Linked DNA regions of Mus musculus: region 2 is linked to region 1. Evidence: chromatin contacts called from public Hi-C data. All regions are on one chromosome and are shown on one strand. Each heading gives the region's core, a stretch centred on a gene start, on an enhancer-like site or on the middle of the called end of the contact. The rest is flanking DNA. Distances are from core to core; before and after follow the strand shown. Region 1 has its middle 46 kb from the start of Gm25200. Region 2 holds the start of Cdh13 (cadherin 13).

Region 1 (5,791 bases), core at 1,017-3,516:
CATGGTACCTGTTTGTAGCTGGTCTGCACAGCCAGGCTTCTAGAGAGAGCGATCCTTGGACATTCATCTTCATAATCTCTTATGGGAGGGGAAAGCAAAGACAAGGGAACATATTCCTGAGTAATTTATTCTGTTCTCTGGCATTGATGAAAGGGATAAAAATAAATCAGTGTTTCTACTCAACTCATTTGAAGGACAAGCCAAAATCACACCATTAAAAATTAACATCTAAAACAGATTGTACATTACAAGGGATGAGTTCAGACCCAAAGTAGAATAATTGACTAAATGAATCTACAGAATGTGAGATATGACGAATTTACTCTCATTTCCAGTGGTTAAGAAATAAAAGAAGACAGATTATCTTCATTTTGGCTGGGAAGGTTTGCAGAAAGAGCCCGGTACATCTTATTGGAGTTAGAAGAAGAGCTAAGAAAGAGGCTAAGAAAGCATTGGGTCGTGAGATTTATCAGTGATCTCATTACCTGTGGAGGCATGCCAACATTACCAGGTATTTCTTTTCCTTGGAGCCACATAAACTCTAGAGGATATTATAACCACAAGTTTCTGATATCCTGAAAAACTGTATCTATTGTGTGTATTGATTGGGATCATCTACTAGTGTGGGAACCCTTCATCCACTCATCATCCACTATTTCCCACCCATTAATCCATCTACCCATTCCTCCATCCATCATTCACCCATCCACTTATCCATTTATACATTCATCCACTCACTCATAGACCTACCCACCCACTAAGTTATCGGTTCACCGAGCCATCCGCCCACAGATTCTTCTATCCATCCTCATCACCTACTCACCCATCCATTCATTCACATGGCTCTGCACTCACCCATACATCCATCTTCTCACATTCATCAATCCATCAAAGAATCCACTATCACCTACCTGCCCACTCATTTATCTGTCCATCCACCCACTCACATACCTCTTTATCCATTCATTCACAAATTTATAGATGCACTCACCCACCATTTACTCATTCATGCACTCACCCACTCATTTACTCATTTACCTACCCATGCATACCCCCACCTTTCTACTCATCCACTTACCCATCCACCAATCTAGTCACTCATCCATCCATTCATCTATCATTCACCACTCATTCATCTACTGATCTGTCCATACATCCACCCATCCACCCACCCATCTATCCATATCCATCCATCCACTCATGTACCTATCTATTTACCCACATATCTATTCATCCGTCCATCCATCAACCCACTCACCCATTTATATACCCATTAACCCACCCATCCATCCATCCGTCCGTCCATCCATCTGTCTATCTATCCATCCATCCATCCACCCATCCATCATCCACTCACATACCCATCTACTTACCTACCTATTTGTCCATCCATCCATCTACCTACTCACTCATTTATCTACCCATCCATCCATCTATCCATCCATCCATCCATCCATCCATCCATCCATCCATCCATCCATGCATCCATCATTTATAGGATACCTTCCTGCCTGTGCTCTGTTCTGTACTGAAGCAGAAATCAGGAATGGGTAAGACAGAACCAATGGGTAGGAGTCTTTGCTCTTAAAGAAATGAATTCAATATTTGGGATTTCAGCATTTATACAACTCATAGCCAAGACCAGATAATCCTCTGTTGTGGCAGTTGCCATGTTCTTATAGATGATGTAACAGTACACCTAACCTATGATCACTAGATTCCAGGAGTACCTAACCTATCAGATATCAAAAGTATCTAGATATATTGACAAATGTCCCCAATGGGGACCAGGAGGATGTTCTGATTGTTCCTGGCATCCTCTCCAGTCTCACTGACTTCTTAGTTGTGGGACACTTTGTTTCTACACTCTCTTTCTCTGAAGCACCCCACAGAGATGTTTGATAAACATGTGAGGCCAAGTGAATATATGAGTATGTGATGGATGGTCAGTCTGTCTTTACAGCATTAACCCTTGCCCAAGAAACTGACAAGCATCAAGGGAGACCTTGGATCCTGGCCATGCACTGTGGCCAGCTAGCAATAGCTTCAAATTTCACCTCTGCTAAGTGAAAAAACAAAAACAAAAACAAAATCAAAACCTGTTTGGGGGTATTTAGCTATGTAAACCTGACTGATAATTGAGTGGCTGGATTTCTTCAGTTCCAACAGATTGGTTTGCCATTCTGTAGCCACAATAACAGAGCAAAGTAACAATCATGGCTATGTTTAATTTTCTGAAGAGCGCTGCATCTCTGAGGCTAGCAATCTGGCCAATTAAATGTGGCCGATTGGCACTCCCACACATGTTTGGGGGGGGGGGTATTTAAAATAGCTCTCTGCAAAAAGGGGAAAAAAACATCAAAGCTACAGAGAAAGTTGTAATTCTCCCAAGATTTCATGTTTCAAAAGCAAGCTTGTGATGGTAAAATTGCTCTGGGTGACAGAGAGGAGACAAGCCATCCATTTGGAGTGAATTGGTGTCAAGTTGAGCGTTGTCTCTGAGGCTAGTAATTGTGTCTGTTTGTGGAATTGGATAATTTTTTATGTTCAAGAAAATCATGAAGCTTCGATTCCTCTTGGATTGCGGTCATAGTATACTTGACCTCCGGGTCAGCCATTTGGATGGGGCCACAAGTGTTCCTTAGCACTTTCTTTACAACCTGAGGCTTAATCAAAGCGTGCTTGGTAGGCACAGGCAAAGGACTCCTCAGCTGCTTCCTTCTGGACTCAGTCCTGGCAGGTTTGTGGACTGTGCCATGCCATTGTGAAGCATCACTAGCATATGGCCATAACATTTGGTTAGCCCAGGAGTGTGGGCTTATGTTGCTTGAACTTCAAGGGCTCAGAGCATCCTGTAATTCCAGGGTCAACTGCAGTTTCACTAATTGGCTCTGCTCATCTGTTCCACATTTGTTCATCTATCTGAAGGCACTATGATTTTCAGGTGATCAAAACTGGCCTCATCCAGTGACCGTGATACATTTTAGAGGCCTAGTGGAGAAATGTGCATGAACGGGTGCAGAAGGACCGTAGCTTACATTGCATTCGCTCAGATCTACAAGTCAAAGTACACTCAGAGCTGAGCGCAGTGTTAGGGTGCCATAAAGAAGGCTGAGACCTAGCCAGAGTGAGAGGGCCCTGCCAAGGTCCATGGCCAAGGGCATGGGGACTGAAGGGAGGTTCCCTGAAAATTATCACCACATCAGGCTGCTACAAAAGCTGTCCTGCAGAGAGGATCTCAGGGCTAGACACTGATGCCATCTAAGAATGAGCAAGAATGTCTTCATGGCAATGTTCAGAGAAGAATGAAGGGCTTGTACAGTGCTATGGCCATGGCTACTATTAGCATCCATTTTCTCTGGGTGGACAGAGTCATGGCAGGCTTAAGGAAAGATTTGCACACATGTAAGTAGTAACTAAAGGAAGAGAGTAGTTCTATCCCCCTGGGATCTACATTTGAGATCACATAGGAATTCCATCCCTAGCCATGGGAGGACTTGACTATAGAATGGTGGACAGTAAGACTGTGGCCGTAAGGAAAATAATGGAGGTCCCCAAACATGATGAGCTGGATTTAAATGACCTACCCTTGAAATCTGAAAAATGATTTCTGTCCCCAAGTCACCTACAAATGACTCAATTCACAATTGCACTGGGGCATGCAAAGCTTACCACCCAAAATGCAGCTGAAATAACTACAACTTCTGAACGGCAGTGTTTTTGTGCAGAGAGCTCTGAAGTCATGCCCAAGGCAGTTGTGGTGGCTCATCTGGGCTCTGTCAGATTGACATACCTGGGAAGAGAGAACCTAGTTGAAGAATTGCTTCTATCAGATTGGCCTGTAGGCATGTCTGGGGTCACTTTAGTGATTCCTAATTGATGAAAGAAGGCTCATCCCACTTTGGGTGGTATCATCCCCTAGGCTGGTGATGACAACCCTATGGGATGCTTAAGAAAGGTAGCTGGATATGAGCTGGAGAGCAGTGTGATAGCAGTATTCCTCCACGCTCTCTGCTTCAGTTCCCATGTTCCCGAATCCTCTCTCCACCTTCCAGAAGTGTGAGGTGAAAAGCCCTTTCTTCTCTGAGATGATGTTGGTCAAAGCGTTGTATTAAAGAAGCAGAAGAGAAACCCCGACAGTGATTGACATGGAATCTCCATTCACACTTGCATCCCGTGCTGCAGAGTGACTGTGTTTTCTTATGACAGGATTTATCTCCTTAACTTTGGCACTAATAGGAATGAGTACTTGTCTTCGTTTTACTTTTAGTCAGAGGCAGGCTAGGCGAAGGATCTTGCTTTATTCATGACAGGGACAACGTTACTATCATTAGTTCAGAGACTTCCAGTCAAAGCTTGCAGTGGGCCTGCCTGGTTGGGGCCAGTGCCTGAATCTCTTCTGATAAAGCTGAGCTGTAGCCGGAAGAAATTAAACTCCTGAATCCTGAATCCCAATCCAAACCAGAAAGGTGAAGACACAGGTTTAGAAATCCTGGCTTGCCAGTAATTAATATGGACAAATAGCTTGAGGCTTGTGCTGACCACAGACTGCCATCCTGGACACAGAGTGTGCTCCTTGTGGTGGGAGATCTGTGTTTCTGCCATAGCCAGGCAGGCTCAGACCCCTGACTTCCTGAGCCATCCCTGGTTTAAGGCATTAAAAAAAAAAAAAAAAAAAAAAACTTTTGTTTTCCATGAGATACTTCAAGGTCATGAACAAGTTGAGGGAATTCTCTCAGAAGGGGAAGTAGTTGAGAGTGTTCAAAGTCATAAACCAAGCCACTGGGGTGGTGGACATGGAAGAGACTCCCTCTTGTTCAGTATGGATCCAGAAGCAACAGCTGGCCTTTCGGTGGTTAGGAGCTGGCTGAGGTGTGCTCAGTCTGTCATTCTGTAGGAGCTTTGACAGGTGCGTCAGAGAGGGCTGTCACTTTAGGGCCTGCTGCTGTCGGTGCTGACGGCTGGCTCAACTGTGGGTGTCTTTTCATTCAGTTTTTCTCTGTGCTCAGATAGCAGGTTGAGGACACTGCTCGCAAAGGCGAGCTCTCAGTCAGAGGCTCGTCAAAGCCTAGAGTGGAATTCAGTTTGGATACAATGTTTCCTTTCCACTTCTAGTATTTCTGTTCACACTGCGAGCTCTGTTACTATGGTCCCTCAGCCTGTCTGCCCTCTGCTGGATTCACACTGTTGACAGATGAGAAAGAATTAGGTTCCATACAAACGAAGGAGCAGAGCTTGACATAAGCTCTTCAGAACTTCCCGCCCCCTTATTTTTTTCTCCAGGGAGCAAGCTGCCACAGAACAAATACTCATCTATTCTTTTCTGGGTACGGAACGTACTTTCTGTGCCCTCACACTGGGACCCTGCCTCCAGTTCCCAGTTGCCTTTGGCACACTGATGGATCTGTCAAGTTTGGAAGCCTAGCATGGAGAATCAGGCTAATTTTCCCCGCAGGTGGCTTTGTTTTAGGCTGGCTTGGGAGCAAAGGTTATTGGCAACGGTGTCTGGCACACCCTCATTCCATGCCTTGTTCTAAGCAGAGTTCAGGAAAAAGAGTGGACTTTATTGAGACACATACCCTACCCCCACCCCGCCAAGATTCTGTGCACAGGAGACAGGACACAGGCATGGAAGAACGACGTGTTGAGTCAATGTGCACTGTACTTCCCTACCTTGCCTACACTTCCTCCTGCACATGAGCCCACGGTACCACTCATCAATAGCCCCTGTGTATGGACAGGGAACCGAGGCTGGTCCAGGTTAGAAAGCATAAGCAAACATCGGTTCACA
Region 2 (5,791 bases), core at 1,425-3,924, 120 kb after region 1:
TAAATAAATCTAAAAACAAAACAAACAAACAAAAACCAGTAAAACTCTAACACCACCAGGGTAAAGTCTGAAGGGCTGTTCTAAGCTGGGGGCTCTGGGATGGTCAGGGCCTCTGTTGTGACTACACTTTCTTCACATCTGTTTCTACACTGTCTTCCTGCAGATGCTTACCTGCGAATACTCCCCAGTAAAGGCACTTTGCACAAATGCTTCTGATCCCTATTACCAGGGAAACAAACCAGCCTGTCTGACAGTGGCCATGAAACAAACACCCCAGCCTTGCAGTGACACATGTCACTCTCAATCACAGCTCCTTGGCTAGATCTGGTCACGTGCTACACCCCAATTGGAAACAAGTCTAGCCCTGACATTTACTTAGAAGGCAGAAGCCTAGGTACATTTTGCGAGAGACACTAAGGATGATGGATTGGGGAGAGCGCATGAAGGCTGACCAAAGTATAAAGGCAGGACACCAACTGTCGTTAAGGGTATCTAGGACCCTCCCTACTCAATGAGTGGCCTCCCTGGGCAAGGCTGTTGTTATGAAGATAAGGGAAGACCTTTCGATTCTACCAGTGCACTGTTACCTTGATTACCCATCCTCTGAGCTGAGCTGTCCCCTCTTCCTGTCTCCTTGTCTATATTTGCTAACCTCTGGTCTCAGGGTAGCTGGCCTCTGGTTGACCAGATGACGGTTTTCCTGGAATAGAGACTAATAGAGAGATTTCAGATATCCTTATTTGGATCTCTGTAGACTCCAAGCTTGTCTGCTATCTCTGAGCAGCAATGTGGGGGACGGATTTCTGTACACATGGCTCTCACACTGTCCTCTTTATGGAATGCCATCTACTACAGGACATGTTTATGAAATTCTCAGGGCAGGTGGCGCTATTTAGGCGATCAGATGAGAACGGATGAGGCAGTGGTTTCCTCAATATCGTCTGTGGGCTCTCCGGATGGCATTGCTATCTGTAATGTGTGTAGTTGGCTAAAACAACCAAGCACCAGACATGAAAGCATTGTCACGAAGGCCCTTGGGGGGTGGGGGTGGGGGAGAATCACATGCAGTGACCTTATGGCCAAGGCGCAGACAAGGGAGGAATTTTAGAAAGCATGTCAGTTTGAGTGGGTGAGGTGCTCATTCAACGAGGTGCCGCTGAATCCGCAGTGTGACCTTAGGAGTTTTAGCCAGGAGACAAATGGAGACTCAAAGTCTGGGCAACTTGCTCTGAATAAAGAGCTGGGGTGTCAGCAGGCTAGTTCAGTTCCAGACTCTAGGGTCCTCCTTACCGTCTGCTAGTTCTTGATTGACTTAGCTATCTGCTCTTTGATACATACCAATCACTGTCTCATCATCCCAGGCCCTGTGCTGGCAGTTGAAATATTTCCCAAACCCACTGGCCTATTGCTCAGTGTCTCGCTGTGACAGATGCCACGTGATATATTGATACCAGTATTGAATGTAACTTATACACATTTTCTTTACTTTCTTTCTTTTTTTTCATTTATATATTTTTTTTTTTTGTTTTTTTGTTTTTGTTTTTGTTTTGTTTGGTTTGGTTTGGTTTGGTTTTTTTGAGTCAGGGTTTCTCTGTGTAGTCATGGCGGTCCTGGAACTCACTCTGTAGACCAGGCTGGCCTGGAACTCAAAAATCTGCCTGCCTCTGCCTCCCAAGTGCTGGGATTAAAGGCATGCGCCACCACTGCCCGGCTACTTATACACATTTTCTACAACAAAAATGGCATTCATTTTCTTTTTCATATTGCTTTGGCTACTAGGAAGCTCATTTGTCCAAATCACAGCAACTCGGTTGTAGTTGGAAGTTAGCGTTTTAGTTTTATAAACTTTTTTTGCGGTCCAAGTTTTCTATCTCAGATGGATAAATGCCTTTTATTGTAAAACCCATAAGTCCTCTCAGGAAGAAAGCTGCACGAAAATAAGGACTTTCCTGCCTTAGCTTTAGATCTCTTCGAGGGAAGAACCGCCTTATGTGTCCCTGTTTCTCTAATCTCCAACACTCCCCAACTCTAGGACTCCTTGAGCCATGGCTAGCACTGTTTCGAGCCCTTGGGAATAGCTCAGGGACTCTGAAAGGTCACATCCAAAGGGGGAAAAACAGAATTTTCTCAAGCCATGACTCACTCTGGCTTTGGTTCACGCTTGTGGAGTGTCGGCCAGTCCCACCCTCACCTGAGCAGTTAATAAAATCTATTGCTCCTTGATGGATTTTTCCTGCAAGCTAGAATTGATCTGTCCACTCTGTGATTTGTGGTGATGGCAGAAAAACACCAAACACCACCGGTGGCTGAGCCACTTTGGGGGCCGATGGGGGCGGGGGGGGGGTGAGGGGGAGAGGGCGAACGAAAAACAAAGCCAAAGAAATCTACCAGCAAGACTCTTAGGGCATAGAGGGCTGCGGCTGCGGGGGTCATTTTATGTGATTTATTGGGAATAAAGTGGATCTTATTAACATTTTAATAAAGAGAATCTTTTTTCGCAATGTGTTAGAAGTGGCTGCCGGTCCCGGGTGCAATTCCAGTTCCTAGGGAAAGTGGAATCAGTTGGCATTGCCCAGCCTGATTTGTGAGGCTGGGCACCAGGAGTCAAAAAAAAAAAAAAAAAAAAAGCCAACGTGCCGCCTCCTTGCTCGGAGGGGGCTCTCCCTGCGAGGTGCTCGCCCCTATCTGCCATGCAAAACGAGGGAGCGTTATGAAGGAATCCGTCTTGTAAAGCCATTGGTCCTGGTCATCAGCCGCTACCCAATGCTTTCGCGATGCTGCCGCTGATCTATTTGGGAAGTTGGCTGGCTGGCGAGGCAGAGCCTCTCCTCAAAGGCTGGCTCCCACGGAAAATATGCTCAGTGCAGCCGCGTGTGTGAATGCAAACGCCGCCAGGCGCTTCTTCTAGTCGGGCAAGATGCAGCCGAGAACTCCGCTCACCCTGTGCGTCCTGCTGTCCCAGGTAGGGAATGTGAGCCGCAGTCAGCGCGCTCCCACCAGCTTTCTGCATTCAGATCGCCCTGCTTGGTGATGGCCAGAAGCAATCGGAGGGACGCGGGGCTTCTGCTAGCCGCCGTGCAGATATACCCGGCTAGCTCAGATGCGAGGTCACCCTCAGCTCCGATCCTAGAGGAGCCTGGCTCCTCTTGCCGGCTAGTGTGTGTGTGTGTGTGTGTGTGTGTGTGTGTGTGTGTGTGCGCGTGTAAGCTCATTCTAGGGAAGACAGAGCCTTTTTGCAAGCAAAGCGACATCCTGGCTGACATCAAGTAGGGTAACTTTGGTTCGCCTCCTCCCGAGGTTCGTGCATCGGATACACACTCCTTTCGAGGCGACTCCTAGGGATTGTGCTTGCCCCGTAGCCCAGTGCCTTAGCCGGGAGGAGGGGGGGCGGGAAGAGCCATTCGGTTCAGCCGGCAGCCGGGCTGGGAGAGGCCGGAGCTGGCATCACTGACTTCCCGGGGCGCTCGTCCTCTCTTCGCCCAGCTCGGCTGGCGAGCTGCAAGGCGCCTCCCGCCAGCGGATCTCCGCAGCCCGGCTGCTGCTGTCTTTCAAAGCAAGGCGCCCGCCGCTCCGGCTTTGGGGTCTTCCGGCTCTCCAGCTCCGGGCTGAAAGGGGCCTGAGCACGATCCCCGGTCTCCTCTGCATAGCGCAGGCCCACTACCCCCAGCCCCTTGGGCCCCCATTGTCCAGACAGCTGGAGCTCCTGCCCGAGCCCAGGCTGCAGCCTCTGTTGTCTTCCCCGGGCGGGCGGGTGGCGCTGAGCACAAGGAAAAGTTCAAGCCTCCTCACCAGGCTGCAGCTGCCTGGCAGATAACCCTCCAGATCCTTGCGGTGCCAGGGCAAGGTTGGGAGAGCAGGAGAGGCATGTTGGGGCTCTCCTCAGCCCGGCTGAAGCTCGGAGATCCCTGGAAGTTTGGGTGTAGGAAAGCAACACTTAGGGGACAGGCCAGAGGCACTGGAGGCTGAGGAGGCACGCCCAGTCCTCCTCTAAGGACTGAAGCTCCAGGAAGCATGCTGGCATACTGGCTCGGTCCCTCCTTGTCCTTTTAGGCAGCCTCTGGGAACTAGAACTGGCAGTCTACAAGTGGGTAGTTGCAGAAGTGCAGGGCCATGCAGAGAGAATGGGGGGGGGGGGTGCGGGAATGCCTGAGGCATGGGTGTTGAGTTTTCTGGGCAGGATTCTTGGGTTCCAGTGGAAGAGGCACGGGGTTGTACATGAAGTGGGAAACTGGAGATGAAGTCAGGGTTCGGTAGGAAGCCTTCTAAGGGGAGATGGCTGCTGGAGAGGAGCTGGCACCCCAGAAATGCAATGACCATAGAAATGACCCAAGGGTGTGTGTGTGAGTGTGTGACCCTGCCAGGACCCTGGGTGACAGAGTAGTAAGATGCTTTCTGCTGGGCAGGCTCTCCTGTCCTGAGTTCTGACATCTCTGTCAGTGGACACACAGTCCTGGGGCACACACAGTTGTTGCTCTTTTCTATTAGAGGTTTTCTAGCTGATTCTCTAGGGCCCTGCTATGGATCCCATCGTTGCTTTGGAAGCAGCTCCCCACCTCTCCAGGGCTCTAACTATCCCTAAGGCAGAGAAGGTTGTGTGCCTCCTAATTTCGCAAGGTGGGGCAGAGCACACCTGGGTAGAAAGATCCAGACAGATCCTTCCTGTCCTCTAATGCTAGTAGACCCACCATGGGCAAAGCTGAGCTTTCAGGCTCTCCACAGTAGAAGAATCTATTACCATCATCAACCCTGGACCTGCTGGGTGAACAAGGCAGCGTGCAACAGGCAGCCCTAGGCAGTGGATTTCACAAGTCCCGCCTCTCTGGGAGCGGTTGGCATCTGGGGCATGGACTCCTGCCTTACCCGGGACTTTTCTAGTTCTCCTGTCTTAGTATGTATTAGGTTCCAGGGCTCATGCAAACTGATGCTTATCTATGGGCACAGCAGACTGGGGGTGGAGGTGGGGGAGCTCCGGGGAGCCTGCCAGGGGCCTAGGGGCTTCCTATGGGGCACCTCTGCAGAGCAACAGGGGTGTCTTCTTCTCCCGCAGGGCCGGCTGGCAAAGGTGGCTTTAAAAGCCCACTCAGTTGCTTCTGAACTGTAAATAAATGGCCAGCCCTGGGGGGTTTTAGCTCTCACTTTGATTGTCTTGCATAATCAGAGCGCTCATCTGCATGAAGATAGTGACTGCTGTTCTCTGGGCTGAAGCACCTGGAGGGGAAATAGTCTCCACCCCATGCAAGGTGCAGCGGAGTTCACCAACAACAGGCTTAAACGCAGGGGGTTGGAGGCTTGGGTCTTTGTGCCTCCAAGAAAAATGAACATATGTGTGTGTGTGGTGGTGGTGGTGGGGTGTCTCAGTGCCTTTGAGTCAACAAGCCCAACCCAAACTTTCCTGAGGCAGAAAGGAAACAGAGGAATGACAAAAACAATGTGAAAAAGTGAATTACTCACTGCCCTGCAGAGCTAGGGCAAGCCTGTGTGTGTTTTTCCATGCAGTCAAACATAAAGCAGGCACTGGGCCCAGCTTGGAAGCTATCAGTCTCTGGCTGCTCATTGGCAGACTTGCCACCTTCCACATTTGCATGCATTGGGGGTGAGGTGGGCTGGGGGGGGGGGGCGCGGTTCTAAACAATAAGGACTAGAAGACCTTTTTTCTCACCCCCACCCCGGGTGTTCTGGGAAAACCTGTCCCGGAAGCAGCAGCTGGAATTTGGCCACTGACCCAAAGGAGCAGAAGTGTGAGTTAGAAATTCCACTGTGGTAGGGATTGCCCACTCCTGGGAGGCAGCAC

What was found. A called contact is a pair of places that touch in the nucleus more often than the background predicts.
Region 2: a contact with region 1 is called in a Hi-C map of cortical neurons, with 2.2 times the contacts expected there. The contact joins the promoter of Cdh13 here to the enhancer-like site in region 1. A contact is called at or near these places in 5 of 39 promoter capture datasets (the 3T3-L1 cell line, 3T3-L1-derived adipocytes, cranial neural crest and 1 more), 12 of 484 Hi-C or Micro-C datasets (the HL-1 cell line, cerebral cortex, cortical neurons and 7 more) and 1 of 115 datasets of contacts at active chromatin or transcription factors (neural progenitor cells).

The regions. Positions count from the first base shown.
Region 1 is chr8:118,163,960-118,169,750 of GRCm38.p6, forward strand. It overlaps a transcript of Cdh13 not described here. Among named protein-coding and RNA genes, the nearest start is that of Gm25200, 46 kb to the left of the region's middle. Within about 2 kb of position 2,267, at least 5 of the 459 cell types and tissues checked have an H3K27ac peak or open chromatin away from gene starts, as enhancers often do. A contact at or near this core is called in cortical neurons, where this site is marked.
Region 2 is chr8:118,280,937-118,286,727 of GRCm38.p6, forward strand. Cdh13 (cadherin 13) reads left to right here and starts at 2,675. Exons shown (of 14, transcript NM_019707.5): 1 at 2,675-2,962. The coding sequence starts at 2,918. The region is part of intron 2 of Gm51555 (a long non-coding RNA gene); the gene reads right to left.